Linked DNA regions of Mus musculus: regions 1, 2, 3 and 5 are each linked to region 4. Evidence: chromatin contacts called from public Hi-C and promoter capture Hi-C data. All regions are on one chromosome and are shown on one strand. The core of a region is the stretch at or near the end of the contact, and the rest is flanking DNA. Distances in the headings are between cores, read along the strand shown.

Region 1 (5,394 bases), core at 1,980-4,479, 3.0 Mb before region 4:
TGGAATTTCAAAATCAAATGCTTTTGTAAACTTACTTTCATATTTATCCTTTCCCATGTAAATAGTGTAAGTAGATGAATTAACTAAAATAAAACAAAAATAAAAAGACAATTAGTGGGGACCCATTGCATGGCCATGGGCCATACCTGGCTCACCTACCTGCTCTTATGCATCCTCTGAGTTAAGCATAAGATGTATCCTTTTAAATGACTGATAGCAGCAGGCCAAGACTAAACTATAGACTGCATAAGTCTTTTTTTTTTTTTTTTTTTTTTTTTTTTTTTCTAATTTTTCGAGACAGGGTTTCTCTGTGTAGCCCTGGCTGTCCTGGAACTCACTCTGTAGACCAGGCTGGCCTCGAACTCATTAAGTCTTACTGAGCGTAAAACAGTAACTTGTCCCCAAAGATGATGCTTAGCAATGCTTACTGCTGAATAGTTGCTTTCCTCCTTTTCAAGAAAATATCTCTATTTTTAAATTTCTCTTAAGGGATAAAGTTTAATGGCAATTTCCAGCTCAGCCCTATACTTTTGCCTTCTTCAACGATAATGACAATAATGACAACAACAACAACCATTCCCCATAATGAACAACAATCTCTTCTACAAACATTTAAAAACAGATCCCTACACATGGGAGACAGAGGCAGGTGGATCTCTGAGTTTGAGGTCAGCCAGGTTTACAGAGTGCGTTCCAGGACAGCCAGGGCTACACAAAGAAACCCTGTCTCAAAACAACTATATAAAAACGTGTGTCTATGTGTGTGTGCATAGTATATGTAATGAATATAATGTATTCTTAAAACTTAGCTAGCTGGCATTGCTTATATCTCATTGTGCTACGATGGTGGATGCCCTGTTCCACTCAGGGGAACCACAGTTCTCAAACTTCTCCAAACACTGGCTCTAACGCCCTCCAGCTACCTCAAACAAGCTAAATCCTAGTTTTTACATTGAAGTAATGAGCATTTTGTTGCTTAGAAAGCTTTCCTTAATCTTGATTCTAAAGTACAAGATTAGGACTGAAAGAACTAGGTACACACCCTACCAAAACTTGCTGGACCCTAAATGGAGCTAAATTTGTGAGATGGTGTTCAGTCTACAAAGCACAAGACCTGGTAGATAGAAACAGAGTTGGCTGGAGAGTCTGTACCCCTGAGCAGAACACACACAGGGCAGTGATGGTGTTGTATGCCTATAGTCCCAGCATTTGAGTGGGAGAAGGGTCTGGAATTCATGCTGTCCTTAGCTACGGAGGCTGGCTTAGGGCAGTCTGGTCTATCTGAGACTGACAAAAAACAAAAAACAAATAAAAGTTAAGAGACCATACATTCGCTGGGCGGTGGTGGCGCACGCCTTTAATCCCAGCACTCGGGAGGCAGAGGCAAGCGGATTTCTGAGTTCGAGGCCAGCCTGGTCTATATCTATAGAGTGAGTTCCAAGACAGCCAGGGCTACACAGAGAAACCCTGTCTCGAAAAATGCAAGAGAGAGAGAGAGAGAGAGAGAGAGAGAGAGAGAGAGAGAGAGAGGAGGGGTGGAGGGAGGGACCAAGGGACCATACATTTAGAAGGCCAGGGAGTTTCTGCCCCCACCTCCTGGATCACAGGATTCCAGGAGTGGACCACATACTCAGTTTCTGTGGTATTAGAGATCAAACCCCAGACTTCAGGAATACTAGACAAACACTCTAACTCAAACAACTGTCTGTCACTCCAGTTCCAGGGGATCTATCATCCTCTTCTGGCCTTGATAGGCACTAGGCACACAAGTAGTATGTAGATGCGCATGTAGGAAAAATACCTACAGACATAAAATAATTTTTAGAAGTAGCATGGCTACAAAAAAGAAAAACAAACAAACACCTCACACTGAAGGACGCTTCACAAAATAATGCTTCAGTTAAAAGTATCATGAAAGGCTAGGTAGTACATGCCTTTAATCCCGGCACTGGGGAGGCAGAGCAGAGGGTAGCATGAATTCAAAGCCAGCCTGATCTACACTGTGAGTTCTAGGCCAGCCAAGGGCTACATAATGAGATCCTGTCTCAAAAATAAACAAACTAAAAAGTACTAAGAGACAAAACCACCAAACAATAACTCCAGATCTGGGGACCTAGAAAGTAATGCCAACGTCAGGGAGCCTTCAGGCAGGAGAGTCTATGTTTGAAGCAACCTGAGCCACTCACTGTCTCAAGAAGGGGCAAAAATCAACACAGCAGCCAACTGTGTAAGTAGGGCACTATGCTAAGGAGACAAGACAGACTGCCCCTCAAGAGACCTGCCCGGTAGCTCAAGCAGACACCTTTTAATACCACATGAGAGCAGTCCTAAAGGAATGTTAAGGGGGGTCCAGAAAGAAATGCATATTTTATCTTGACGAGGAAACTGGGTCTCACACAGTGTCTTCAAAAAGGCAAGCGCTATTTTAATGGGGTGAGAGTTTAAAATTAGAAATTGATTCTGGACAATATGGGCAGAGAAACTAAGTTGACGCGGCATTTCCTGGAAACCGAAACAGCTCTTTCTGGCCTTCCAAAACCAACCCAGTAGCCTTAGCAGACGTCCACTGGACCATCACCTCTGCCCAGGGAGGGGCTGTACTAACATTCCAGCCCTCCGATTGCTCTCCGCGGCACCCCAGGCCCTCCCTGCGTAGGAGGGCAAGCTACTCTTCCTGCAGGAGACATCTGCTGGCACCTGTCGCACTGGTCAAGCATCGCTCCAAGGTGCGGGCAGAACGCTAGGGCAAAGGCTTGCGACGGGGACGTGGGGGACTAGGCTGGAACGCACACACGTCCAGGAAGCGTTGGCGGGTCTGTCAAGTGGGGACGAGAATGATTACCGGGTATAAAGAAAGCGGGGGCGCATTCCCGCCGCGACCACCGGGGCCAGGGGACGACCAGGCAGCCGAGGGGACGGCCAAGCAGGGAACCAGAAGGCTCTGGGAGAGGTGCCCGCGGAAGGACGCGGTTCAGGACTAAGTCCAAGCCCAGCGCGGCGGCTGGGGAATGCCGGCTTTGGAAGCAGGGGCCCCGGCGTCACTCACCGCTGCTGCTGGTGAAGTAGAACACCATGATCCTGGTAGAAGAGTGGCGACTCCTACTCAAAACGCGAAGCTTGAGATACCGCCGGCGCGAGGGTGAGCCGGCTTCCAGGCTCTCCTCAGGACACTTCCGGCGGACGTGCCGTCGCGTCACAACGCCGTCCTGTCAGCGCCATCTTTAGTCCTGGCGAAGGGAAGGGTGTTGGCGGAAGAGCAGGTGTCCCGGGGATTTTGAGGATTCCGCTCAAGCGTCTGGTTGAAAGAAATTAGCTGGGGAAATACATCTTGTTTGAAGTCATAAAGAAAAAATACTAAGGGCAGACTTTATTTTCAGAGGCTCTACTAAGTGGACACGAGAGTTGGTCATCGCTTTTTATGTCTTCCCACTCAACCCAATATGGGCTCCATGCGTGCAGAAACTGCCTTTTTCATGCATGGTTAAGGGTCCCTGTAACCATTTCCTCAGGAGGCACTCAGTAAGAACCAATTTTTTTAAAAGATTTATTTATTATTATACGTAAGTACACTGTAGCTGTCTTTAGACACACCAGAAGAGGACATCAGATCTCATTACGGACGATAGTGAGCCACCATGTGGTTGCTGGGTTTTGAACTCCGGGCCTTCGGAAGAGCAGTCAGTGCTCTTTCTTACCCACTGAGCCATCTAACCAGCCCCAAGAACCAATTTTTAAATAAACTCATTCTCCCATTACTTGACATAGGTGAGGGTTTTGTTGTGTTTTTTGTTTGTTGACTTGACCAAACTAGTCAGAATAGAGTTAGGTAATGTTCATCAAACCCTATCTAAGCCTGAGATGGCCTCAGCAAGAATACAAGATGGAAGAAATGCTGCACTGTCTTGCCCAGTCAAACAATGAACTAAATTGCATCGAGGACAGAAGGTTCTCAAATGAATTGTTACTGTTACTACCCAGAGACACTCTCCTTTTTTGGGATTCCGAGTAGGGCTATTTTTTGTTCCTTTAAATCTAATGTCTGCTCCTTATTACCTACAAGACTGAACAAATACCAAACTTCTGAAGTTCAGAACCTCTTGCTATAAATTTACAAAATTCCACAGCCTTCCTAGGTTTGACTTGGAAGTTTTTCTTATTTCTGATAAAGAAAAAATATGAGAGTCCATTTCGGGCTGTATCCCTCCAACAAGCTCCAAAAGTCAGACCACACAAAAGGGCTACAGAAAAGGAGTTTTACCGTCCCTGGAGAGCCTAGTCTTTCATAGAGCAGGAAATTCTAGGCAAGTAGAACCTGATGGTAAAAATGTCCCCTCTTTGGCTTTAACTCTCTCAAAAGAAGAAACTAGCCAGAGTCTCCCACTAAGCAGTTTCCACTATTGTTCTAATTCTTTCACTTTACAAAACCCACTATCATTCTGGGTTTCCTGGTGCTGGTCAATGTTGTAGGCTATCCACCAGAGAAGACTGCTCCAACATGGGTTTAAACCAATAGAAAGTCTTTTTTAGTTGGCCGGATACTACACTGGATGTTTGGGATCCCAGTGCAACATTTTCTCAGTCTTTCCTCAGGGTGAGCTTTTAAACACACAAAAAAACATGTTCTGGGTTGACATTCCTCAGTTAACAAGAACTACAGAAGTCAGAAAGCAAGCTTAGTGCATTTAGAGACTTTCCCAGAACTATGGACTCTGATGGATTAGATCTTTGTTTTCATTTTGACAGGTCTATGTGCTGAGTTTTATAGCCTGAATGACACTTTCATCATGGAGTCAGTTCTGTTAAGGTCTGGGCCCTATTACAACAGGAGGCAGAGTTGTAGCAGAGTTTGAAGTAGTGAGGCCTCCGATTCAAAGACATCTTCCTCAACAAAACATACTGTTCTACCATTGCCTAGTAGAAACCTTATTCTACCTTGTAAAAGAGTAGCTGACTCACTCATGATTCCTGCAAATAGCCAATAATATGTTAGCCATTTGTCAATTCATTCCAGCCAGCTTTGTTCTATGAAGAAGGACATCCATCGCTTAGACTTATTTAGAACTAGACATTGAAAGAACCTAGTTGACACGCAAACTTTATATGCCCCAGTACAGGGGAACGCCAGGGCCAAAAAGGGGGAGTGGGTGGGTAGGGGAGTGGGGGTGGGTGGGTATGGGGGACTTTTGGTATAGCATTGGAAATGTAAATGAGCTAAATACCTAATAAAAAATGGAAAAAAAAAAAGAAAGAACCTAGTGGGGAAACCCCGACTCAGCTCCCAATTCAGCGTGCACCCAAGAATCACGAATAGAACACAACACCTTGATGTAACAACACGGGTATTTTAATGGCGGAGCTCCGGTATCTCACACAGGAGACAGTGGCTTGGAAGCT
Region 2 (5,672 bases), core at 2,300-4,799, 2.6 Mb after region 4:
AGCGATCTAAAGAGTTCAGCCAGCCTGTCTGAAAGGTTGAGCATCTGGTTCAGTGAGAGACCCTGTTTCAAGGCAAATGTGATATAAAAATAGGATGATATAGCTAACAGCTGAATGTTGGCGCGAGAGTTATTTAATCTCTGATAGCAGAGGACAAAGCAAATGATAACTCTAAACAAAATACAAAATACAAAAACAAGATACAAAAACAAGAATATAAAACTATTACTTATGGTAAACCTAGAAAAGGGAAACCCTTTTAGTTAATCTTTTCTAAGTGAATGCCAATTTCACAATTTTATTACAACTGTTCATGCTAGGAAGAGCACACCTCACCTTTGGAGTTAGACATTAGTTTAAATTCTAACAGCCATACATGGCTAACCTGACAGGTCATTCAAACTTACTAATTTCTTCCTCATCTATAAATGGAGATTCTAAAACCACTGGCAGGGTCCATTTTTAGATCACTGATGGTCCTGGTTCCATGTCTGTTGCTGTGATAACACTCTTTGACATAAAGCTAGGGTTCATTTGGCTTAAAATTCCAACCACCATTGTGGGGAAGTCACAGCAGGACCTTGAGAAAACAGGTCACATCTAGACTCAGGAGCAGAGACAGAATATATGCACAAATGCCGCCCCCTTGCTTTCTCTACTTTTATACATTCAGGATCCAGATCACAAAATGCTGCTGCCCACATTAGGATGGGCCTTCCCCACCTCAGCCAATTAAGACAAAAAGAAAAAAAAAACCCTCACAGGCCAATGTCTGTCACTGGGCCCCCTTCCCAAGTGACTCTACCTTGTGTCAAGGTGATTATTAAAAGTAAACATCATGGTGATGAGAGCTAATGAACTAACATATATGTGAAATGTGAACATTGTGAAATTATGACAATGGTACATAACTGTGTTCACTGATATAATTGCCTAACAGAAGGTAATCATTACTTTTCAAAGACAGCTGTTAAACAACATTAAAAGAAACTCACTGAACAGTCATACATTATCATAATCAGTTAAAAATGTTTATTACTTTTACTTGAGGGTGGGGTGGGCATGCACAGGCCAAGAAACCTGTGTGGAGCTGAGAGAGACTCTTTGAGAAGTTGGTTCCCTCCTTCCCCCGCGTGGGTTCTGGAGAACCAGCTCCGATCGTCAGGCTTGGCATCAGGTCCCTTTACCAACACTGAGCCATCCTGAGAGCCCTACAAACAATTCTGATTATACCAATTAAACTACACAGAGTTTAAAACTTTTTTTTTTCTTTTGTTTTTTCATGACAGGGTTTCTCTGTGTAGCCCTGGCTGTCCTGGAACTCACTTTGTAGACCAGGCTGGCCTCGAACTCAGAAATCTGCCTGCCTCTGCCTCCCGAGTTCTGGGATTAAAGGCGTGCGCCACCACGCCTAGCCTAAAACATATTTTTATGCAATTAAATATGTTTGGGAGAAGAGTATACATAATAAAAACAAAAACTTGGTTATGTTCAAAGCAATTCTGTAAGACTACACTTTTTCCAAACCATAATTTAAGGAAACAGTAGAGTCTATATAACAATTATCAGACTACAGTGTGAGGTTCATGATGCTCTTGTGTGGGATGCCAGTGTCAGTCAAGTGTGTACATGCTAGTTCCCAGCAAACCTCGGTTCCACTATAGTCTATATACACCCACTTAAGACTTCTCTAGAGAAACGCCTCCTTGCCACAACAGTGACACAAAATAACAAAGGCAGTCCCTTAAGAAGCAACTTCAGTTGGAAACCAACTGGAAATCTCTTAACCATTAAAAAAAGACATAAAAGGTCAGATCTAAAAGGTGAGCAAAAAGCAGCCTTACCTAACAGCAGCATGGGCCTACCAGGAAGACAGTAAGGTTTAATCAGGAACAACCTTCAAGATCATAAAAATGACAGCTATACACCCCAAAGGCCAGATCGGTTCTTCATAAACTGACGGAGGTCATTTTGTAACTAATGAAGGGAATCATCTAGATTTTCCCACCAGTGCTCACTTAGTGATCAGGGTGTTTTTAGTTCACTGGATTCTGTTTGCTTTCACTGATGTGTGTGTGTGTGTGTGTGTGTGTGTGAGAGAGAGAGAGAGAGAGAGAGAGAGAGAGATTCTCAGCAGCAAACAAGCAATGAGGTTCAGAGTAGAAGGCAGTTTCTGAGCCGACAGCTGTTAGGGCCCTGTGACAGGGACAAGAAGGGCTCCCATGCTCACTCTCATTCTCTTCCCTGCCTTAGCACCCTCTGCTGTACATCGAATCATCCTCCCATTTTCAAATTTTAAATGTCAGCAACTTAAACGTTCCTTCTCTTTAAATAAATAAATAAAATCTGCCAAGCAGTGGTGGTGCACACCTTTAATCCCTGCACTTGGAATCAAAGGAGGATAGCTCTCTGTAAATTCAAGGCCAGCCTAGTCTACAGTGCAAGTTCCAGGACAGCCAGAGCTACACAGAGAAACCTTGTCTCAAAAAAACCAAAATTTTGGAAGAGGAGCACCTCCACATTTCCTACAAATAGTATAGGCAAACTCCAAAATAAATCCTAACAAAAATTCATGTTATGTTATCCATAACATCAAGGACTGTGAAGCGTTTTAAAGAATAATGAAGAAAAAAATGCAGTTTATTCCCAAATGACCTGTAACTTTAAGACCTTTAGGACAGACAGTAAGTGACAGTTAAGGCTCTGGCAAAGCCCAGAGAGGTGTTTTTCCTCATCTTAAAAGGTCATTCACGCCCTTTGATCTCCATTTCTGTTTTGGCCCTTTCTGAGGCTGAAGTTTGGCCATTCTCTGAATTCTTCTCACACAGAAAAATTAAGCACGGACTTGACAAACAAGCTCAGTTATAGGAAAGTTCCATGGACCTTTTACAATATGACACAGCCTTTCTTTCCCCTTCTGCATAACTGCTGTCAAGTTGGCTCCCTACACTTAAGACAATGCCTAAAGTTGGAAGCACAGAAGTATCAACTCTAAGTGTCTGGAGAACTAGAAAAGTGAGTGGCCTCGGATGCGCTAATATTTGCACCGCGGAAAAGAGCGGGCGGGGCACTTAAACCAGAGCAAGACTGGTTCAAGAACAGCACAGCACTGATGGATAACTGGACCCACCAGCCTGGGGGCGAGCCAGGCGGCGATCGGCCGAAATCCCCCAAAGTAAAAAGCAGCCCCAGTCTTGTCCAAAAGAGCAAAGCTCGCTGGGCGGCCACCGTTTGCCGACTCCCCAAGCACCTCCTGCCAAGGCGCCTGCGCTGTCCACACGGCCTCCGCACCCCCAAACTGCCGGCCCTCAACGGAGGCCCCGCACCCCCAAACTGCCCGTCCGCCTCTGCCCAATGGACCCCGGCAGCTGCGAGGATCTCCCGCCGACTACCTTGGTTGTCCGGATGTGCTCCATCCCGGGGCGACGCCCGCAGGCAGCTGGCCTCAGGAGAGCACCATCGGGAGAGAAACGGGGCGGTGACAGCCACCCGCAGGAACTCCCTCAACCCGGCAGCGTCAGCCACCCCCGCCGCCGGTGGCACTGCGCAGGCGTCATCTGAGAGCTCTGTCGCCTAGAAACACTTCCGCAAATCTTAGCTTCAGAGGGGATCCTGACAGCCGGCTGAGTGTCGCCCATAGAGAGCGTATGCTAGCTGGGCCACATGCATGGCCTGTTGTACAGCGCCCTCTCTGATGGAGGACTGGTATTGCCCCGGCCAACCAAGCTAACCCACATGTTCAGCTAGACAAGGATCAGCAAGAGGGACTAGAAGCTTTTTCTAGGTTTAAAGATATTCCTTTTCCTGACCAAAAGGAATTTTCCAGTGAGTGCGAGACTGGATACCTCTAAATTCCAGGTTAAATTACATTTAGAAACTCATGGAGCACTGGGCTCCTGTAATGAACTATTAAATTCTATTATGATTATCAGTATTAAGTTTGAGTACATTTTGTATGGTCTTTGTTACCAAGGGGCAGGATATTACTCTTACAGGCTTATAGATAAGGCTGCACTTTAATTTAAGATGCTACATGAATGTCTTTTTTTAATTTGAAAGATATTGCTCAGGGTTGGAAAGATGGCTTATCTGTTAAGTTCTTTTTGTTTAAGTTTTTTTTTTTTGTTGTTTTTTTTTTTTTTTTTTTTTTTTGTATGTGAGTACACTGTAGCTGTACAGATGGTTGTGAGCCTTTATGTGGTTGTTGGGAATTGAATTTAGGGACCTCTGCTCGCTCTGGCCCAAAGATTTAATTATTGTTATAAATAAGTACACTGCAGTTGTCTTCAGACACATCAGAAGAAGACATCAGATCTCATTATGGATGGTTGTGAGCCACCATGTGGTTGCTGGGATTTGAACTCAAGTCCTTTGGAAGAGTGGTCAGTGCTGTTACACACTAAGCCATTTCAACAGCCCATCTGTTAAATTCTTATTAGAAACTTTTCTGATCTTTGTCTTTTGTAAATAAACAAAAATGGCTGGGATGGGCAGTTTGCCTTCCTAACGGGTAGCTGGTGTGCTCTCTCCTTGCTTCTCTGGCTGCCTCCTGCAAAAGACCTTTCAATTAAACCAACACTTTTAAACTGTTCATGGCAACCCTGGGGACCAGGAGCTGACCAAAACTTGATTAAAAACGCAGCCTATCTCTGGCTTTGCTTCTGGAATAAGCTTTGGGTCTCAAATCTCTACAACTGTACTTTGCTGTGTTCATGACAGTAACTGCCTCAGATCAGATTTCATCTACTATGTGTTATGAATTGTGGTGTCTTTACAGTTTGTACAAACATTGCTACTCTTATAGAAAGAGCAGTTTGATTACAGAAAGCAAAACTTTTCATATTTTCCTATTATTCCTTAGTATATATCAAATTAGTGTATCTTTGAATTGAGCTGTATCAGAAAAACATATCTATCTCTGTTCTACTCATAATTAAGTAGTAAAGATGTATGTGTACAAAAGAATTGTTTGTAAAAATAAATTTACCTTGTATGCTGGGGCATGACTTTAATCCCAGCACTTCAGAGACAGAGGCAAGTTGTTGCCTGTAAATTTCAGAGCATGCTGTTCCACATAGTGAGACTGTAACAAAAACAAACAAGCAAAATATTATCAGCAAATGTTTGATTTGTACACCTATTGTAAGTACCTATATAACCAAAGATAAATAAAAGTTTTTCTGCTGAAAAGGGTTCACGATTTAAAAATGTTTAAAAGATTTCCAAACAGGCCACCCTTAAGCTCTATCAATCAACTTTATTTGGTTTTGGTTAGTCTTCATTTCCTCCATAAGCAAGTCTTTTTTTTTAAACATATTTTTATTAGATATTTTCTTGATTTGCATTTCAAATGTTATCCTCTTTCCTGGTTTTCCCTCTGAAAATCCCCTATCCCCTCTTCCCTCCCCCTGCTCACCAACCCACCCACTCCTGCTTCCTGGCCCTGGCATTCCCTACCCTGGAGCATAGAGCCTTCACAGGACCATGGGCTCTCCTCCCATTGATAACCAACTAGGCCATCTCTGCTACATGTGCAGCTGGAGCCATGAGTCCCACCATGTGTACTCTTTAGTTGGTGGTTTAGTCCCTGGGAGCTTTGGGGGGATACTGGTTGGTTCATATTGTTGTTCCCCCTATGGGGCTGCAAACCCTTTTGGCACCTTGGGTCCTTT
Region 3 (6,111 bases), core at 454-2,953, 2.1 Mb before region 4:
TTTCACAATGTAACTCATTACCATCATGCTGAAGACCAAACCCAATGTATTGTGTGCATCCTAGGCAACCATGCTGCCACTGACATAGATCCCTAGTCCCTATAATATACAAAACCCATAGCCAACCTCACATTTTTAAAGCAGTAAACAGAGCTAAAATGTAAGGACCTGAGAAAGTTTATTCAAACCCTTTGGTAGGCACAGCACACAAGTTTAACCTACTGAGAAACTATTTTGATATTCGGATAGTAATTATTGGATTAATTATTGGATCTACACTGTTTGAAAGGGAAGATAATAATTAGAATACTTCTTTTTCTTTTCTTTCTTTTTAATACTTCCTTTTCTTGATTTCTTTTTCTCTCTCTTTTCTTTATCTTTCTTTCTTTCTTTTTTTGAGACAGGATTTCTCAGTATAACTTCCCTGGCTATCCTAGAACTCAGAGGTCTGCCTGCCTCTGCCTCCTGAGTGCTGGAATTAAAGGTGTGCCACATCTGGTTTCTTTTCGCCAGCTTTTGATTCTGAAAGGGAATGGCTAATTTTCCATTTGCTCCTTCCCTGCTTTAACCTCTGTGTATACGTTAAGCAAGAAGATTTTATGAGTAAAGCAAAAAGTACCTAAGTTCTGATACCCTCCCAAAGAAGTTGTTCTGAGAGGCCAGCCTGGGCTACAAAGAGAATTCCAGGACAGCTAGGGCTACACAGAGAAGCTCTATCTCAAAAAAACAGAAGAAGAGAAAAAAAAAAAAAAGTTGTTCTGGAATAAACGTTTCTGCATCGCTTCTCTCTTAAACAGAACATACCAAACACACTTCACTCTATTGAGGATATTTCTCTCCACGTAGCAATTAGGAAGATTCTACAGTAAGTTGGCAGTGAGAATGTAGGGAATAGGAGGGCGACGACAAGCATTTCACACCTGCGTTCAATTTCCTTATTACTCTATTACTTATTCCATTAAGCTTGAATAAAACAACTTGTTAGAACGGTGTGCTCAGAAAAATGGGGCAAAGCAAATATCTGAAAAGGCCACCTGTCAGCTTAGTGTTTTGCCACACAGTTACTTCTTCAGGAGGCATGTTTTATCTAGAGCTGTTTATTTCAAGCAGGCTTTAGACGGGAATCCTTCAAGGGCACCACCCTTTAGCATCTCTTTCTTGTAATTCGAACTGCAGTTAGGAGTAACAGGACATTTAGACCTTCTGTCTGATCGCTCCTACTTTCTGTTCAGATCGGAATCCAGCCTCGCAATATCAGTAGGAGTCCACTCAAGTGCTCATTAAGTGGAAAGTGGTTGATGATCTATTATAGCTCTCAGGTGCAGGCTGAGAAACATGACCAAACCAAAGTTTTGGAGCCTATCTTTAGCCCAAGGGTGAAGAAATGTAACATACAACCTCACGTGCGGCCAAAGGGATCTGCCAAACAGTAATGAAGACCTCCTGACAGATGCAGGAGCTGTGGGATGTGAGCAAGCGGGAATTCAAATCCCAATCGCAAAACCCAGCTCACTTTATAATTTTTAAGTGCTGACCTCCCTCCGTGATAAATCATGGTGGAGGCGACAGACTCCAAAGATATATAGCATTCATTACCTTTGCCCTCTGACTTAGTAGTGGAAACTCACCAGTTTCATATCGGACTTTTGGTTGTTCAGTACCAGTCTCTTCACTTCTAAAGACAGGGAAGGATCTTCCGGTTTAATCTCTATAGCCCAGAGCATCGCGGGACTTGGAGTCTTCACTCCTTAAGCATTTTCCAGAGCCTCACGGGAAATGTAGTTTTACTGCAGGTATCATGGGCACTGTGGGCGTCTTTCCTTTTCCTCCCTTTTCTCTCTAATCACCTCCTTCCGTCCGCTCAAATTCATCGCCGCCGCCAATTCATCCTTCCTTTCCATCCCAGCATGATATCATGTCCCTCATCTGGGTCTAGCATCCATGGTATTCTGGGATGTGTAGTCCGCACGATTTCAGCTCCCAGCTCCCCTCCTCCCTGTGGGAAGGCGTATGGGCGCAGTGCCTGCTGGAAGCTGTAGTTCCCTAGGGCCTCAGACCCTCAACTCTGCACTTTTCCTCTAGGGAACCGGAAACTACAACTCCCAGGGATGCCCAGCGGCAGCAGGTGGGAGCGGGGCTGTTGCTATCAATATGGCGGTTGTCAGCCAGACAAAGACAGTCAGTCTGATGTGATTGAGACAAGGGAGGTTTTCAGGGGGAGACTGGGAGATAGGGGCCTCCCCTCCCCCCTAGGCTCTTCCTGCGCGGGCCTGGAGCCCTCCTCAGCCCCTCCCGCAGGGCGCCCCGCGGTGAAGATCCCCTCCCCCTCCCGCCTTCCTCCTCCCTCCCTCAGCCTTGCACTGGGACGCTGGGGAGGGGGCTGAGCAGGGTGCAGAGAACTCTCAGCTGGATTTCCAAGGTGAGTGGGGTCGTTTGCAAGCTGGACTGCCTCAAGTCTCTTTTCCTCACTTCTCTCATTACTTTAAGGAAAAAAAAATGTCGAGATGTTTGGGGGGGAGAGAAAGTGAGTAGGCGCCACAGATGGGTCTCTGGAGTAGCCAGGTTGAGCATAGGGGAGCAAGTAGGGGTACTTCCGAGGGGGCGGCCGTGCGCGGGCTGTGGGGTGGGGCAGTTTGTGAGGGGCGGGCGTGGAGAGGCGTCGATGGCTTCCCAACTTCTCTCTGGTCTTCAGGACCGGCGGAAGGTTTGAATCCTGGAGTTGGGGGGTCTTCCTGCTTGGGAGTTTGAGAAACTGTAAGGTGGTTTCGAGGTGTGCTGGTTTGTTTGGGGAGTGTCTCGCTGTGTTTTAAACTGTGACGTGTACTTGGGTGCTGCGATCGTCTTGAAGGAATGTCTGTAGATGGTAAGTTAGATGGCTGGAGTCAGAGATAAGCGGCCTGGGCTTGGGAAGCACGCAGGAGTCCCGGGCTGGACTTTTGGTCCAAGGATCTTGTGCAGGGTTTGGGGGGGCTCAGTAACTCGTTAGTGTCTGGGCGCCCAGCTCACACTCGGTGCCCTACTCTGGGCCAGTCTCCACCCCAAACTCCCGGCAGGACTATATAGATGATGTGATGTGGAGATGCATCTTTGCCTCAAGTCGGCAGCTAAAGGTGGGAAAGGAAAAGTGTCTCTTAGTATTTTATTCCGGAACCGTGTTTGGGTTACACTATTGGGGCTACTTTGAAAGGAGTCCTCCACCCACCTTCACCCCGAAACAGTAAGTAGAGGTATCTTGTCATCTTCATGCTCAGTAGCTTGCCAGTTATTTAAAATTCGGGAACGTGGGGCTGGGAATCTCGAGTGCTAAATGCCATCCGCATCGCTGTCTTCTAATGAGACAGAACGTCTGCTCTGTATCCTGAGGTAGATAAGGCGACTTATTTTCGTAGTTGAAAAAACTGTTGGAAATTTTTTGCGGAGAAGAGGGTTGACTGTGCGCTGAAAGGCGCTGTGGTCTTTTTTTGTTTTTTGTTTTTTGTTTTTTGTTGTTTGTTTTGTTTTTTCTTCTACCCCACCCTGTTCTGTGTCACAAATGCTTGAAAACTGGTATGGAAGAGTGAGGAAGCATTGGGTGAGTGAAGCAAAGAATGCACTTAGCAGTAAAGATACACGCTTCGTAAAGTTGAATGATAAAAGTGATTGCTATTTTTATTTTTGTCTGAAGCTTAAAAAAACCCTCGTCTGTTATATAGGGTATAGTCACGTGCCCCTTTTTCTGGGGACCTGCAGATAATAGAAATCTTTGCCTTCTCTTTCCTATCTTTCCTTAGCTTCCTCTCTCCCCCACCCCCTTCCTTCCTTCCTTCCTTCCTTCCTTCCTTCCTTCCTTGGCACAGAACATTTCTCTTCCCGATGGACATAATACCTCCTGTACTTTTTTGCTTAGTTTGTGCTAATATGGGCTGTGCTTTTTGTGGTTTCACTATAAAATGCATCGTTAAGTGAAAAGGACCCGAATTTGTTGTTATTTTGCATTTATGCCACAAGTCATTATCACATCAGGTTTGCAGTGCTTTGCATTAAACTTATTAAAATTGCACGGCTAAGTTGCTGGATCTGGTTGTATTATGCTTATAAGTCAAGTTTGGGAAATTTTATTTTATTTTTCCATTTTCAATTAGGGTTGGAATGAAACATCTCTTGTTTCTCACAGTCTTGAATATTTAATGACATTACACCAGGAGAATTTAAGATCATACATTTTGTACTCCCTCAGTCCAAAATACATCTTCTTCAATCACTCTCTGTGATAATTTTGTGATATCATAGACTTTTAAATCACTAAAAGAATAATTGGCATTATTTCTATTTTGACTTGAGAATTTCATGTATTATGTGTTTGGTCAAGAATGTGTTAGTTCTTGAGTTCTTCTGTTAGCTATGGGCTTTTAGATTCCATAGCATCACACTGGGATTTATGGTAGTTTTAGTCTTTGATTTGAAATTTCTGCTGTTGATCATTCCCACAGATAAGGGGACTGTGTTTGCATGAAGTTGAGTGTTAAGTATGTGAATGGACCTAAATATAATTTTGTACACAGTGTGCTGTTCCAAGCTGAGCCTATGGTTTGTTGAAGACCAGGATTTTCAGAATTACTTGTTTGAGGCTTTATCTTAACCTGAAACATTATTTTTCAAAAACTGGAAGAAAATTCCATGTAACAACAAAATAGTTGTTTACTTGTAGTTTTCCAAAATGTATTCTAGTAGATATTGAATTTTTACATGTTTAATAATCATTTTAGATATGACAAACTAAAATGTTCCAACCTAGAAAAATGAGTGTTTTTCATCTACCCTTACCTTGAATCTTCTTCTTGTTTATTTTCATCAATGGAATTGTGAAGTTATTTATGGGAAAAACATTCGTTAAACTTTTTCTGACTAGTAGTCTGGAAATAATGGCTCCATGTACACTGAATCTTCCTTATATTCACTGGGCTGATTCTGTTGCATTTTGAGTACTGGGGCATTAAAATGATGTAAAGCCTTTACTGCAGACTAAAGCATAAAACACTCTCAGCATGTGGAAGTCATATGGTTTATGAAAAAACGGAGAGAATGGGGGCAGTGGTGCCTGTCCAGCCTAAAATTTCATCCTGTAACTGTAAAGACATATTTATTTTAATCTGATCATTTCTGAAAAAAAAAATATCCGGCCTTTACATTATAGGGAGTTGAAAATGCAAGTTGTTTTTAGCCAGTCTGCTGTTAGTTCTGTGCAAAGCGTACATACACGCAAAACTGTTTAGTTGCAAAAGTGCATCAAGGAAAGGAATCCTTAGTAATGTGTTGAATGCCTTTCCAGAGGGCTTCATCTGCACAGCTGGGTGTATTTCATCTTCTAGCCCAAGTGGAAACTTAATATCTTTGTTTTTCTAAGTTAAAACACACATTGTAACAAAGATCTCATTCTTCTATTCCTGCAATTTTATACTAAGTGTTGATGAGTATTCTTACTTGCTTCATTGTATCTTGTATATTAGATTGTTCTTTTTAAGTCTCCTATGTGTCCTGTTAGTTCTGGCTCTAGTTGGAAAGTTCAGTTGGCTACCTTATTTCTATCAAAAGCAAAGCAGATTTACTGTTGGGTCTGTTCATCTATTGCAGCTTTTCTATTGTTTTTATAATCTGTTCTTTAAGCTTGGACTGTTTCTCTTGGGAATTATAAATTTATCAAGATTGTTATTTTTCATAAACGGGGGTTGGTGTACTTCTCAACTTTTTAAAATGGTGAACACTTATGGATTAGTCTTAAAAGCACCCAATCAAAATGTGCTGGGTTTGGTCTATTTGTTCCTGATTTATTTAGATATTTTGGCTTCCAGAATCATCTTATTCTATTTTTTGGCTAGAATTTTCTGATAACAACTGGTTTTTCTTCTTTTCAATTTTAAACTTTATACAAGACTGTCATGAATAAAAAGCATAGCACATCCTAGAGTGTTATGTATGCACATTCATATGGGTACTCAAATATATATGAAGTGTGTGTATATATATATATGTGTGTCTCTCTGTATGTCTCTGTGTGTGTGTTTCAGACCTACAACCATGAAACCAATCTAATCCACAAATAGCAGAGATTTAAGTGTAACCACCATTCATGCT
Region 4 (5,549 bases), core at 2,076-4,575:
ACAACCAAAGGCTCTGCAAGGTCAGCGAGTTGTGGGAACAGGTTCTCCACCAGGGCAGACAGCTTTCTTATTTTCTGTTTCTTCCTTCGATATCAAGTAAAGTGCCAAGTTGTCCCAACTGTGCCACAGTGAACGTGAAACCTACTCTTTAGCTTGAAGATTTGAGAACCACCAGCTTGCTAGTGAGAGAAGCCCGGGAAGGAAAACGTACGGCAAGTGTAACAATCCTCCAGAGGAAAGGAGAACAACAGGGGCTGGAGCCCAGTCACTCTTCCCCACCAGAAAGTTCTCTTTTCAACACTCTATCTTAAATGTAACGGTTTTATTACATAATATTCTCGGCCAGGGGGTGTGACTCAGGGGTAGAGAGTGCTTACCTAGCATGTCCAGACTTCAGAGTTCCATCCCTAGCACCACACACATACACAAAACAAAACCTATACTCTAAAATTTCTGCTACTCAACTATGTAAGCACCTTGAAAAGACTTGGTCATTAACATCGCTGTCACCCATTCGCACAAATGCACACGCGCGCGCACGTGCGCGCGCACACACACACACACACACACACACACACACACGATGAGAACACACTAGAAACTTTACTGTCTGCTGGGATGACTGAAGCAATGCTTGAATTCTCAGTTTGAACGTGTCTAAGGCCACCTAGTCCAATACTTCCCCCACGAAGGTCTACTTGTCTACATAAGGTTTTCACAAGTCATCCAAATACTCACTCAGCAAACATCAATGAATCCAGAATAGTTAAGTACTGGATTCTTAGAAATGGGGTGGAGGGAGGTCCTACATCAGTCACTGATAAAACAAGTAATGAGGGACTCCTGTGTGCCAGGTACTATGTAGCTCCTTAGTCAGTAAAGGACACAACGCTTCCTAGAGGCCTCACAGAAGACAAAACAGACATAACATAGGTATATCACTGCTTAAAACAAAAATATTAAGCTTTCTCAAAGGTGCAGATAAAGGCTCCAATGAGTCTGAACGGAGAAAGGGAACTAGGATTTCCTAAGTAAAATGCTACAGCGCACTATTTGTAGCTGACCCTCATGGTTCAGTAACGAACTGGCAAAGCAGCTAATGGTAATGGTTTTGCAAGTGTTGATGAAAATCAATACTCCATCTTCCTATCTTTAGCATTATATCAAGCGGCACTAACATTGCCTTTGAAAAGTAAGAACACAGATCAATTCTTTCTTTTAGGGCAAGCCATATCTAAAACTGCCTTAAAACAGCTACATTCATGGTTGATTGACCCGAAGAAGCAGAGACTTGTCAACCTGAGTAACAAAATTTACAGAGACAAGGACCCAGCATTACTGCAGGGGCCCGATTCCCGGTAACTCCACAGTAAGACAAATTCTGTTATGTACACTGCAAACCAGGGAAGTGAGAGATCATTAGGCACTGCACTTCCTTTGTGCGACGATGAACCGAGACGTGCTCTTCACTTTTCTGCACATATACTTTAGCTTCTCTAGACATGGAACATTACCTCCACTAAAGTTGTTTCCTTCAAGGAAAATACATTGAAATGGGAATCAGACGTTTCTAAACTAATAGCATGGAGCTGAGGTCTGGACAACCTTTCTCCTCCTCCTCCGATTGAGTTTAATGAACTAAAGAATTGCTTACAAATCGGGAATCAATCTCATCTCTAGTAATGGAAAGGGGAAGTTATCAACATATTCCTTCAATATATTTTATAGAAAATATTCCAGAAAGATAATCCTTTGATGACAAATTTTAAGCCCAGAAACAGTCTAATGCAGTCTAAGCATGTTGCACCAAAGGAAAAAATTAAACACTGTCATAAGACTTCTTTATGAATCTCTAACGGCTCCCACATCCACGTCACTCAGTTTCTTCAGTTCTTCCTGGACTGACTGCCATTAGCATATGTTCGCAATGTTTCCCCACAGATCTGCATAGGAAATGAAGTAGGCGCCATGCATATCAAGAATGATGCAGAGGTCGATATGCAATATACACATGCAATACACTCTTCCTTTATATTCAAGAACCTAAGAAACAAATCAAGTAAAAAATGTTTGAATTTACATTAGGTGCTGAAACGATTTTTTTTTAAGTGAGCACTTTTTGCTTTATCTTTGCAATTTTAAGAGTCACAGAATAACTCTACCTCGGCATGATACTAACTTATAATAAGAAAACCTAACTGCCTGTCTGAAGCTAAGAACCCAGACAGTTACATACCTCTGCCACGCTACAACTGATTTTAAAATGCTTGTAGATATTACCCAAATAGTAATTTCAGATATCTTACCCTATCCCCTATATTCAAGCGGCATTCCTCTGGAAATCAAAAACACAGCGCAAAAGGGGAATCCTGAAGGCAGAACCAGAGCTACTTCTGCTAATTAAGCAATCTTGGAAAGGAAGTAGGCAAAGGGAAGGAACTCAAGCAGTTGTCTGCAAAAGTGATCCCTTGCAACTTCCAGTCACTTCCCCTTGAGCTCCAAGACATAAACTTTTAGGAAAGGAAGGCGCCACACGCAGAAGCCCAAAGTTACTCTCTTCACAATTTAATAAGTCCTTGGGTTCGGTGAAAGATGTCCTGGAGATACACAGATTCGGTGAACCGTATAGAAGAAAGAAAATACGTTCCCTTTCTCGTTTGGGTAACCAAACAATGGACCAACTAGCAGCGCCTCCAAATCATCCCGGTGCATGGAGGGTCCTTTAAGCTAAAACACCTGCAAAGCTGGGCGGCTTCTCCCTCTGCCCTTCCCATCCCCAAAACTGGACCAGGTCTGGTGTCTCCTGCACTGTTAACCCAAGGGCCACTCGGACTCCGCCAGGGACCAGTTGCTGAGGCCAAGGCCACCGCGCTGGGAACTGAACCAGTAGGTGCGGTCTACCCTCCCACCAAGCCAGGGCCGGACCTCCGCGCGGCACGGGGACAAGCAGTCAGTACCTGTCCTCCGAGACGCTGATGACACCCTCTTCTTTAGGTACAATCACCGCCATGTTGACCACCTCCTGCGACCCCTCGACCCGCTGCAGCAGGATCGGCTTGCGGGTCAGTGGCTGGGGCTGGATCTCCGCCGCCATCGGAGGGGGCGCGCCCGGGGAGCAGCCGAACGCGCCGGGGGACTTGGCTGAAGAGAACGCTCAGGCTTGCGCTCAGGATCGGGCTGCGAAGCGGAGCGGGCCTTTGGGAGCCAGCGACCATAGCCCTGCCGCCTGTCCAGGGAATGTGCCCGCTCTGGCTTCCAAAACCAACACCGCCGCCACACTAGCCGCAAGCCGGCGCCACCTAAGAGAGTAGGGGGCGGGGAGCAGGGGGCGGGGCGGGGCGGGGCCCTGTCGCAAGGCGGCCAACCCACTTCCGGAGGATGGGCACTAGCAGCCAATGCGCGTGCGTCAGTCCAGGAGCCACTTCCGCCCCGCCGCCCGTAAGTAACCGAGGCCCGCAGTGCTGTCAGGACGCATGCGCCCCGCAGTCCTTTACTTTCCCTTCCACACCCAAAGCTTTGTCCCCTCCCTCATAAAAAAAAAAATCTGTGAATGCGCGTGCCCAGAGCCCCACCCTCTCCAGACTCTGGGGGCGGGGAAAAGCCTACGTCAGCCGCACCGGAAAAGCGCCTGCAGGAAGGATAGAGGCTAAACTAGTTGGGACGTGAGTGTGCATGCGCGCAGATGACTCACCGCTAAGTTTTAACAATAACACACCGGAGAGGGCGCTGTGCTGTCGGCCGTAGAGAAACGGCTCTTGCCAGCACCGCGTGGACTCTTGGGGGTTGTAGTTTCCTCCATCCTCGACGTCCTTGTTCTAGAAAGCAGTAACGCCCACTTCTCAGCCCAGGAGAGATGTGGGCAAACGAAACTCTGCGCCTTCTGTGGGTTATTGCCCAAGTCAGAGGCAGAAATAGTGTAGTATCTAAGAGGGAGAACTAAAGAGCAAGCCCTGCTGAGCAAGACTTCTCTCGGGGTCACACTGCCACCGGTTTTAGTGAGATATGAGGGTAGAGGAAGAAGAGACTCTCATACAAGCTTCTTTGAGGGAGTTTAGAGATCATGGTATCAATCTTCTCTTTGTATTATGAATAAAGGACTCACACTTGAACCTAAGTCTTTTTGTCCAGTCTTGTTTCCAATCCCTAGCAATTGAACATTTTTGCTTTTCCAGTGACAACGGACAGTTAATAAATACAATCACAATATAATATAGAATGACTGTAATAAGGAGAATAAAATGTTGACTGGGCTATGGGGAAATTGGAACTCCTTTACAATTCAGGTGGGGATGTAAAACAGTCTCTTTTGGGGGGGGGGGAATGTAGTATTGCTTCAAAGGATAAACATTGCTACTGTCAGGTCCAAAAGAAACGGTGGGGTACTAGATATCTGTGATTTCCATTAGCATAGCAAAGCAAGGCGAACCTTGAAAGCAAAATGCTAAATGAAAGGAACTAATCATAGAGGACCGTTTATTTTATGATTCCACTTACGTGAAATAATCAGACTAGTGTTTGTACAGAATTGAGAGAGAAAGGAATAAAGCAGTCAGAAGGCTGTCTTCCGTTCATGTATGTCTGTTCGCCAGGTGTGTGCCTGGATCCCTGGAACTGGAGTTATGGAAAGTTGTGAGCTCTAAGTGGGTGCTGTGAGTCAAATGTAGTTCTGGAAGAGTGTCCAGTTCTCTTAACTGCTAAGTCATCTCTACAGGCCCAAGAGAACTATTTTTTCTTTATTTTATAGTGTGTTTGTGTTTGTGTGTGTGTGTGTGTGTGTGTGTGTGTGTGTGTGTGTGTGTGCCTGAGTGCCAATATGTGTACCGCATGTGTGCGGGAGCCCAGCAAGGTCAGAAGAAGTGGACCCCCTGAAACTGTATTTACAACCTATTGTGAGCTACAATATGGGTGCTTGGATTTAAACCCAGGTCCTCTAACAAGTAATCTTAGTTGCTAAACCATCTTTTATAACCTACTACCAAGGCTATTTTTTTTTAAATAAACGTCTTTTTCTTTTAAAGATTTATTTACTTATTATATGTAAGTACACTGTAGCTATCTTCAGACAGACCAGAAGAGGGCATCCGATCTCACCACAGATAATTGTGAGCCACCATGTGGTTTCTGGGATTTGAACTCAGGACCTTCAGAAGAGCAGTCAGTGCTCTTAACCGCTGAGCCATCTCTCCAGCCCCCAAGGCTATTTTTAATAACTGGATTAAAATGACTTCTTTTAGATCAACTTCTCAGTCTTTGATGGCCAATTATGAAAGGGTGTCTGTCAGACAAAGAAAGCCAGGGTCACAGGAGACTCCACAAACCATTTTAGTAACAAACAGTATGTATTTTTTTTCTGGCACATTCCACAAGCAAAACTGGTAATAAAAGACTGGGTGGGCCGGGCAGTGGTGGCACACACCTTTGATCCCAGCACTTGGGAGGCAGAGGCAGGCGGATTTCTGAGTTCAAGACCAGCCTGGTCTACAGAGTGAGTTCCAGGACAGGGCTACACAAAGAAACTCTGTCTCGAACCCCCTCCCCCCCCCCAAAAA
Region 5 (5,850 bases), core at 2,514-5,013, 2.1 Mb after region 4:
GGCTGCTGGGTCACAGCACCTCCTCCCACCCACCCTGGAAGTGACAAGCGCTCTACACAAAGCCACCTGGAGTGGAAAGGACGTACTTTTCCACCATGGTGCCAATACTTCTGCAGGCCTCTTGCGCAGCCTCTCTGAATGCAGGGTCTGGGTGTCCAATTTTCACAAAGTCCGCCTAATGAAGGGGAAAGACAAAAACCAAAGGACTTTGATGGAACAGTGGAGTCTAAGACCAATCACTATTTTAGATTCTATGTGCCATTAATCACCTTTATTGATACAAGCAATCAAATTTGGGCCCATTTCTGGCAAGACGGCTCAGCAGGTAGGAGGTCTGGCTTGCAGGCCTGGTGACCTAAATTTCACCATCGATCCTACAAGGAGAGGCTCCTGAGAGTTCTCCCACGACCCCATGCCTGCACTCATACACACACATCATGGCATGCACTCTCTTGCACACACATACATGCATACACACACACACACCCCTATGGTTTGCATGCATCTACACACACATCCATGGCATTGACACTCCTGCACTCACACACATGGGATGCACACTCCTGCTCGATCTCTCTCGATCTCTCTCAATCTCTCTCTCTCTCTCACACACACACACACACACACACACACACACCCATGGCATGCATGTTCCTGCACCCTCACACACAGACACACACACAGAGACACACACACACACACACACACACACACGGCATGCATGTTCCTGCACCCTCACACACAGACACACACACACATACAGACACCACACATATACACACACACACACACACACACACACACACGGCATGCACGCTCCTGCACCCTTACACACCCTTGTTTTCCATTCTAAATCTCACCAAGTCAGCCACTCTGCACAGGCAATCCGAGAGTTCGTCAAAAATGAGGACTGTCTGTGGCCCTGGGGGTGTGGAACATGCTCGCTCTACCAGCCACTCCGTCTTCTTCAAGGCTTCCTCTTGGGCAACTTGGAATCCTTCAGGGGTGCTGAGCTCAGGAACTCCAAAAAGACCCTAAAAGTACAAAACAGCATGTCTAACCGATAGCCAGAAGCACAGTTTTGTCTGTCTGTTTCACTCCCTAGAACTACTTTTGTGCAAAGCCCTGATTTTGGCGACCACCCACATCTATGCTCATGGGAACAGTGTCACTATTTCTCTGTCATGCTACACAAAATAACCCTAAAATGTTTTGAAACTATATGTCTCCTTCAAGCTTTCCCTACTTTTCAAAAGTAAATGAATGGTGTGGGTTCAGCTGTCATCACCATGTCTCCGTGAGAAAAAGGCTGGGAAGACTAAATGAAGATTCAAAAGTTCAACAAAATTTCTAACAGTGCCCGGCACACAGACAGCACTTAACAGATGTTAATGACAGCTATAATTAGTTCACAACCTTGGTCACTTGATCATTCCTCCCGGGCTTCAGTTTTCTCATCAAGTATCTGAGGCTGGCAGTATACCTGTCAGCACAGAAACATACTAAAGCAGACAGTATGTATGAGTGCCTCACATACAGCGAGGTCTCCACACATAATACCAACCCACAATACCAATAACCCACAAGGAGACGTAACATACCAAACCCAGTCACTGGCTGAAACTAAGGAACTCCAGTATTTTAATAAAGAAAAATAAAATCACTAATCTAATGCGAATGACCATCTTTGAACAGCAGCTGGAGCACCAATCCTGGCGCCCTGAGAAAGCTGATGCTTAATATAACGCAGGCCAAAGTGTGCCATGTACTTTACACAGATTCTCTCAGCTAAATCACACAGTTCTAGAACCGGGAGTACATTCCCCTTTTACGGATATGGAAATACGCTTTAAAATTCTTTTTGTTTCCTGTGACTGAGTCTGGAACTTCAGATCTTCTCATCTATGCATCCCAAGTCCTAAAAGCCAGGCATATGGACATACAGGCACCTATACACACAAACAAACAAAAACATAATTAAAAACAACTTGGGAAGAAGGGCTGGAGAGATGGCCCAGTGGTTACTGCTCTTGCAGAGGACCGGGGTTCTATTCCCAGCATCTTATATGGTAGTTTACCACCTGTTTACAACTTCAGTTGCAGGGGATAGAACACCCTCTTTTCGCCTGCACGGACACTGCGCATGTGGTGAATTTACATATATTTGGGCAAAACACATAAAATAAAAAAATAAAAAAAGCTTGAAAGTCAAATGTTTGTGGCATGCAACTATAATCCCAGCAGTCCTCCTACATCAAGATAGAAACAAGAAAACAGCCCAGAAGCTCAAGAACCAAATAGGAGCAGGAACGATAACCTGAGTATTCAGTCCAATAGCAAAACCAAGAGAGACTCCACCTCCAAAAGGTTGAAGGTTACAGATCCGGAAAGGCTGTCCTCTGGCCTGCGCCTTCCAGACCTGCATGCATTCACACACACACACACACACACACACACACACACTAAACAATGGTTTAAAATACAGGTGAAATCAGTTCTATTTCATCCACCCAAAACCAAGCTTATCTTTCTGCTAAAAGGCACTTCCAACACCAACTCCACTAATACCAGCATCATCGACCTTTATGGGTTTTGGAGGAAAATTTATATAATAAGAAAGAACTTTCAAATAGACAAAGTTAAACACAGAGATATGCCATGAAGTACAATGAAGCTATATCCCAGACTTGTCTTTAGAAAGCTGCCCAACAGTGAAAAGATAAAAAAATAAAAAAACACTTTTAGAACCCACCTGGGGGTTCATATATCAGATGTTTATAATTCATAACAGTAGCACAATTAGTTGTGAAATAGCAACAAAATAATCTTATGGTTTGAGGTCACCGCATCGGGAGGAACTGTATTAAAGAGTCACAGCATTAGAAGGGTTGAAAAATCATTGTTTTAGGACAAAAATCTTTCCTCAGTCTTCCTGCCTTTTCCTCATTCATTATCAAGTGTCCAACACCACCAAGGGCAGAGTAGAAATAGCCAAGCAATTCTGATGACTTCGTAGGCTATGCAATAAACTACAAAGCACGACAGGAAATCTGATTTTTCTCAGTAGGGTTCTGTAGGTGCTTTCTGTTTTACCGCCGGTTCTTAAGCAACTCAGGCTAGTCTCAAAGTCAGTTCGGAGCCCAAAGGACTGTCTTTTGTACCCTCTTGCCTCTACCTATCAAGACTGTCTTACAAGAGCCACTATGCCTAGTTTAACAGGTTGTTTCAGAGCAGCCTGAAGTGGACAATTAAGGTGTGATGGAGTTTTCAAAGCAAGAGTGTCGTTACAAAGCCAAGGGCAAATGTGAACTCTGAAGCCAGAAGGAAAAGAATGGAGCTTGAGTAGAGGAAAGGCTGAGTTGCCGCTGGGTCAGCCGCTCCGGGGTGCGCTTATCCCGGCACAGTCCCTTTTCAGCCAGACGCGGAGCCCGCGCTGCCCAGACCCACGGCACGCTCACCCGGCGCTCCCCCAACAGGTTCCATAGGTGGCTCTGGGGCTTGACGTTGAAGGCGGCGCCCACCGGGGACCAGCTAGTACTGACGTCCCGGGCGCAGCTCCGGCCTGTGCGTCCCTGCAGAGCCGCCGCGGCTCCCCGGCCGCACAGCCGGCGGGCGTACCGTGCCCCGGCCGCCAGCAGCATCCTCCGGACCCCGGCTCTGCCAGGCTCGGGAAGCGCGCGCCCCGCGTTTCCAAGGCAGCAGCCCACGCCGCGGAACTCGCAGGGCAGACCCGGACTTGAGCACGCTAACAATCGTTAGGAAGAGCGTCGCCCTCCACGCCTTCTGAGCAGCTCCAGTTTCGTAGCGCCCTCGTGTGTCTGGAGGAAGAAACGTCCTGGATTTGAGTTTGACAGTGGTACTAGGGCACAGGGAGAAGGAAGTCGGGTCAGGCATTGGAACTTTTTACAGGTGCCAGGAATGAATGTGAGAACTCAAGATGCTTTCTTGATGCTTTCTTGATTCTCAGAGGAGACTCAATGGCGGCGCGTGAAAGGATCCAGAAGAAACCACAAGCAGTCGAAATCCAAGGCACCTGTCTTCTCCAAAAGTTGTTGAAGTCACTTCCATGTCTGCATGCCCACCAGCTATGGTTGTGTATAGCCATGTGAATTAACTATTGGAGAATTATCATCTATTTTGACTTTGGAAACTATTGATACGGTCTAAGGGTTTTGGAATGATATAGTCTAGGAGTCTTGGTCAGGTTTGTTGTTTCTGCCAGCCGAAGAATTAAAAGGCAGGAAAAATCTGAAGACCAGCATGGAGCAGCAGAGAAATCTTAAGCATCGTGGACAGAATTAGGAGTAGAAGGAAGGTGAGTGAGGTGTGTGTTTCCTGCAACAGGCACACAGAAAAAGACTCTCTGCAAAGGGGACTCAGAAAGCTGGAGAGAGAGAAAAAGAGGGAGAGAGAGAGAGAGAGACTCCTCTCAGGGGCTGGGTTTATTATTATTATTATTATTATTATTATTATTATTATTATTTTAAGCCTCTGCAGAGCCTTCTGCTCCTAATTTAGGGCTGGAGAGTTTGAAGAAATCTAGGGTGGTTGGTTGGCCCAGAACTGTTGTGTGACATGTCCTGACCCAGTCTTGACTTCATTGAGCAGGTCCATCAGCAATGGGGTCTGGTGGTGGGAGAGGAAAACGGTAGGTTGAGGAAGAAGCTGGGCATCTTGGAGATTCACCACCATCATCACCTAGCCATGGTCCCCCCCCCCCTTTCTCTCTGCCTGCCCACCAGGGAGTCGATCTAACTCCCAGTGTCTCATCACGATAGTCTAAAATCTAAATCAGTACAGACAGGACTAATGTGAAATGTCCTACTGCGAAAATGAAAGGAAGGCAGAGGCTGGGAGGGAGGGCATTGGGAAATTGTGGTCGAGTGCCCGGGAAAGTAGAAATGACAGTGCAGACTTGGGAAAGCTTGGGGAAGTCTTTCTACACCCCTAGCCTTCTCCAGAGGAAGGACAGCCACACCACCGTGGTTCAGGGTGTAGGGTCCTGCCGGAAGCAGAGCTTTCTTTTGAAGGTGCAGTCATCTCTCCTGCAGAAGGTGACGTGAGGGGTGGCAGTCATATCTGCTTTATAGACCTTGGTAGGGGAGAAATGAACATTTTGAAGGTTTTGTGTGTGTTTGACTGGTTTGCAGACAGGCTCTCACTCCGTGTTCCAGGCTGTAACTCACCATGTATCCCAGTCTGAGCTCAAACTGGCAGTCTTGCCTCAGCATCCTCCTGGGTGCTGGGATTCCAGGCAGGAGCCACCATGCCTAGAAGGAAGGGTTTCATTATGAGAAATTCGATTTTTCCTTGAGAGATTGTTCTGGGTAGAAGGGGGGGGGCAGTAGACAGAAAAGGGACTGTGGTATCCCAGCCTTTGGGAGGTGGGGTTGAGAGGACACAGAGAGAGAGGCGGGGGGGGGGGGGGGGGGGGAGGGAGGGAAAAAAAAAAAAAGGCGGGGGAGGGAAAAAGGCGGGGGAGGGAGGGAAAAAGGTGGGGGAGGGAGGGAGAGAGGCGGGGGAGGGAGGGAGAGAGGCGGGGGAGGGAGGGAGAGAGGCGGGGGAGGGAGGGAGAGAGGCGGGGGAGGGAGGGAGAGAGGCGGGGGAGGGAGGGAGAGAGGACACAGGAGTAGCTTAGAGTGGTGATAGCATGAGTTCCCCTCACAGTGGGGTGGATGGAAGCAGAGAGAGTTCAGTGCTGGTACTTAGTTTAGCACTTCCTGTGTTCCTTTCTCTCCAGTCTGGACCCCAGCCCCTGGAACAGTACCACTCTCTTTCAGGACAGGTCCATCTCTCTTTAACTGAACCTTTCTGGAAAAGCTCTCACAGTAATGACCAGAGGGGTGTCTC

What was found. Promoter capture Hi-C pulls out the DNA fragments that hold promoters and counts their contacts. A called contact is a pair of places that touch in the nucleus more often than the background predicts.
Region 1: a contact with region 4 is called in a promoter capture Hi-C map of pre-B cells, with 4 times the contacts expected there. The contact joins the promoter of Ccdc25 here to the promoter of Wdfy2 in region 4. A contact is called at or near these places in 2 of 39 promoter capture datasets (the C10 cell line and pre-B cells), 2 of 484 Hi-C or Micro-C datasets (both in CD4 T cells), 1 of 115 datasets of contacts at active chromatin or transcription factors (astrocytes) and 1 of 9 other capture datasets (adipose tissue).
Region 2: a promoter capture Hi-C map of pre-B cells shows a contact between it and region 4, with 4 times the contacts expected there. The contact joins the promoter of Mtmr6 here to the promoter of Wdfy2 in region 4. A contact is called at or near these places in 2 of 39 promoter capture datasets (the C10 cell line and pre-B cells), 4 of 484 Hi-C or Micro-C datasets (CD4 T cells, CD8 T cells and uterus), 3 of 115 datasets of contacts at active chromatin or transcription factors (bone marrow-derived dendritic cells, large pre-B cells and thymic regulatory T cells) and 2 of 9 other capture datasets (adipose tissue and liver).
Region 3: a Hi-C map of B cells shows a contact between it and region 4, with 5 read pairs. The contact joins the promoter of Ints9 here to the promoter of Wdfy2 in region 4. A contact is called at or near these places in 2 of 39 promoter capture datasets (liver and pre-B cells) and 1 of 484 Hi-C or Micro-C datasets (B cells).
Region 5: a promoter capture Hi-C map of pre-B cells shows a contact between it and region 4, with 3 times the contacts expected there. The contact joins the promoter of Mipep here to the promoter of Wdfy2 in region 4.

What each region holds. Positions count from the first base shown.
Region 1 is chr14:65,835,137-65,840,530 of GRCm38.p6, reverse strand. It overlaps Ccdc25 (coiled-coil domain containing 25), which reads right to left and starts at 3,229. Exons shown (of 9, transcript NM_145944.5): 1 at 3,047-3,229; 2 at 36-83. The coding sequence starts at 3,074.
Region 2 is chr14:60,263,082-60,268,753 of GRCm38.p6, reverse strand. Mtmr6 (myotubularin related protein 6) reads right to left here and starts at 3,549. Exons shown (of 14, transcript NM_144843.4): 1 at 3,393-3,549. The coding sequence starts at 3,416. It overlaps Gm38641 (a long non-coding RNA gene), which reads right to left. Exons shown (of 3, transcript XR_874661.1): 3 at 4,847-5,083.
Region 3 is chr14:64,945,885-64,951,995 of GRCm38.p6, reverse strand. Ints9 (integrator complex subunit 9) reads right to left here and starts at 1,703. Exons shown (of 17, transcript NM_153414.5): 1 at 1,629-1,703. The coding sequence starts at 1,637. It overlaps Hmbox1 (homeobox containing 1), which reads left to right and starts at 2,139. Exons shown (of 10, transcript NM_177338.6): 1 at 2,139-2,419.
Region 4 is chr14:62,835,466-62,841,014 of GRCm38.p6, reverse strand. Wdfy2 (WD repeat and FYVE domain containing 2) reads right to left here and starts at 3,325. Exons shown (of 12, transcript NM_175546.4): 1 at 2,958-3,325. The coding sequence starts at 3,094. Gm26536 (predicted gene, 26536) reads left to right here and starts at 2,484. Exons shown (of 2, transcript NR_168886.1): 1 at 2,484-2,890; 2 at 2,995-4,114. It overlaps Mir8098 (microRNA 8098), which reads right to left and starts at 3,294; the gene lies at 3,158-3,294.
Region 5 is chr14:60,782,479-60,788,328 of GRCm38.p6, reverse strand. It overlaps Mipep (mitochondrial intermediate peptidase), which reads right to left and starts at 3,763. Exons shown (of 19, transcript NM_027436.3): 1 at 3,459-3,763; 2 at 861-1,034; 3 at 87-175. The coding sequence starts at 3,641. Mipepos (a long non-coding RNA gene) reads left to right here and starts at 3,780. Exons shown (of 3, transcript XR_001781278.2): 1 at 3,780-3,856; 2 at 3,968-4,315.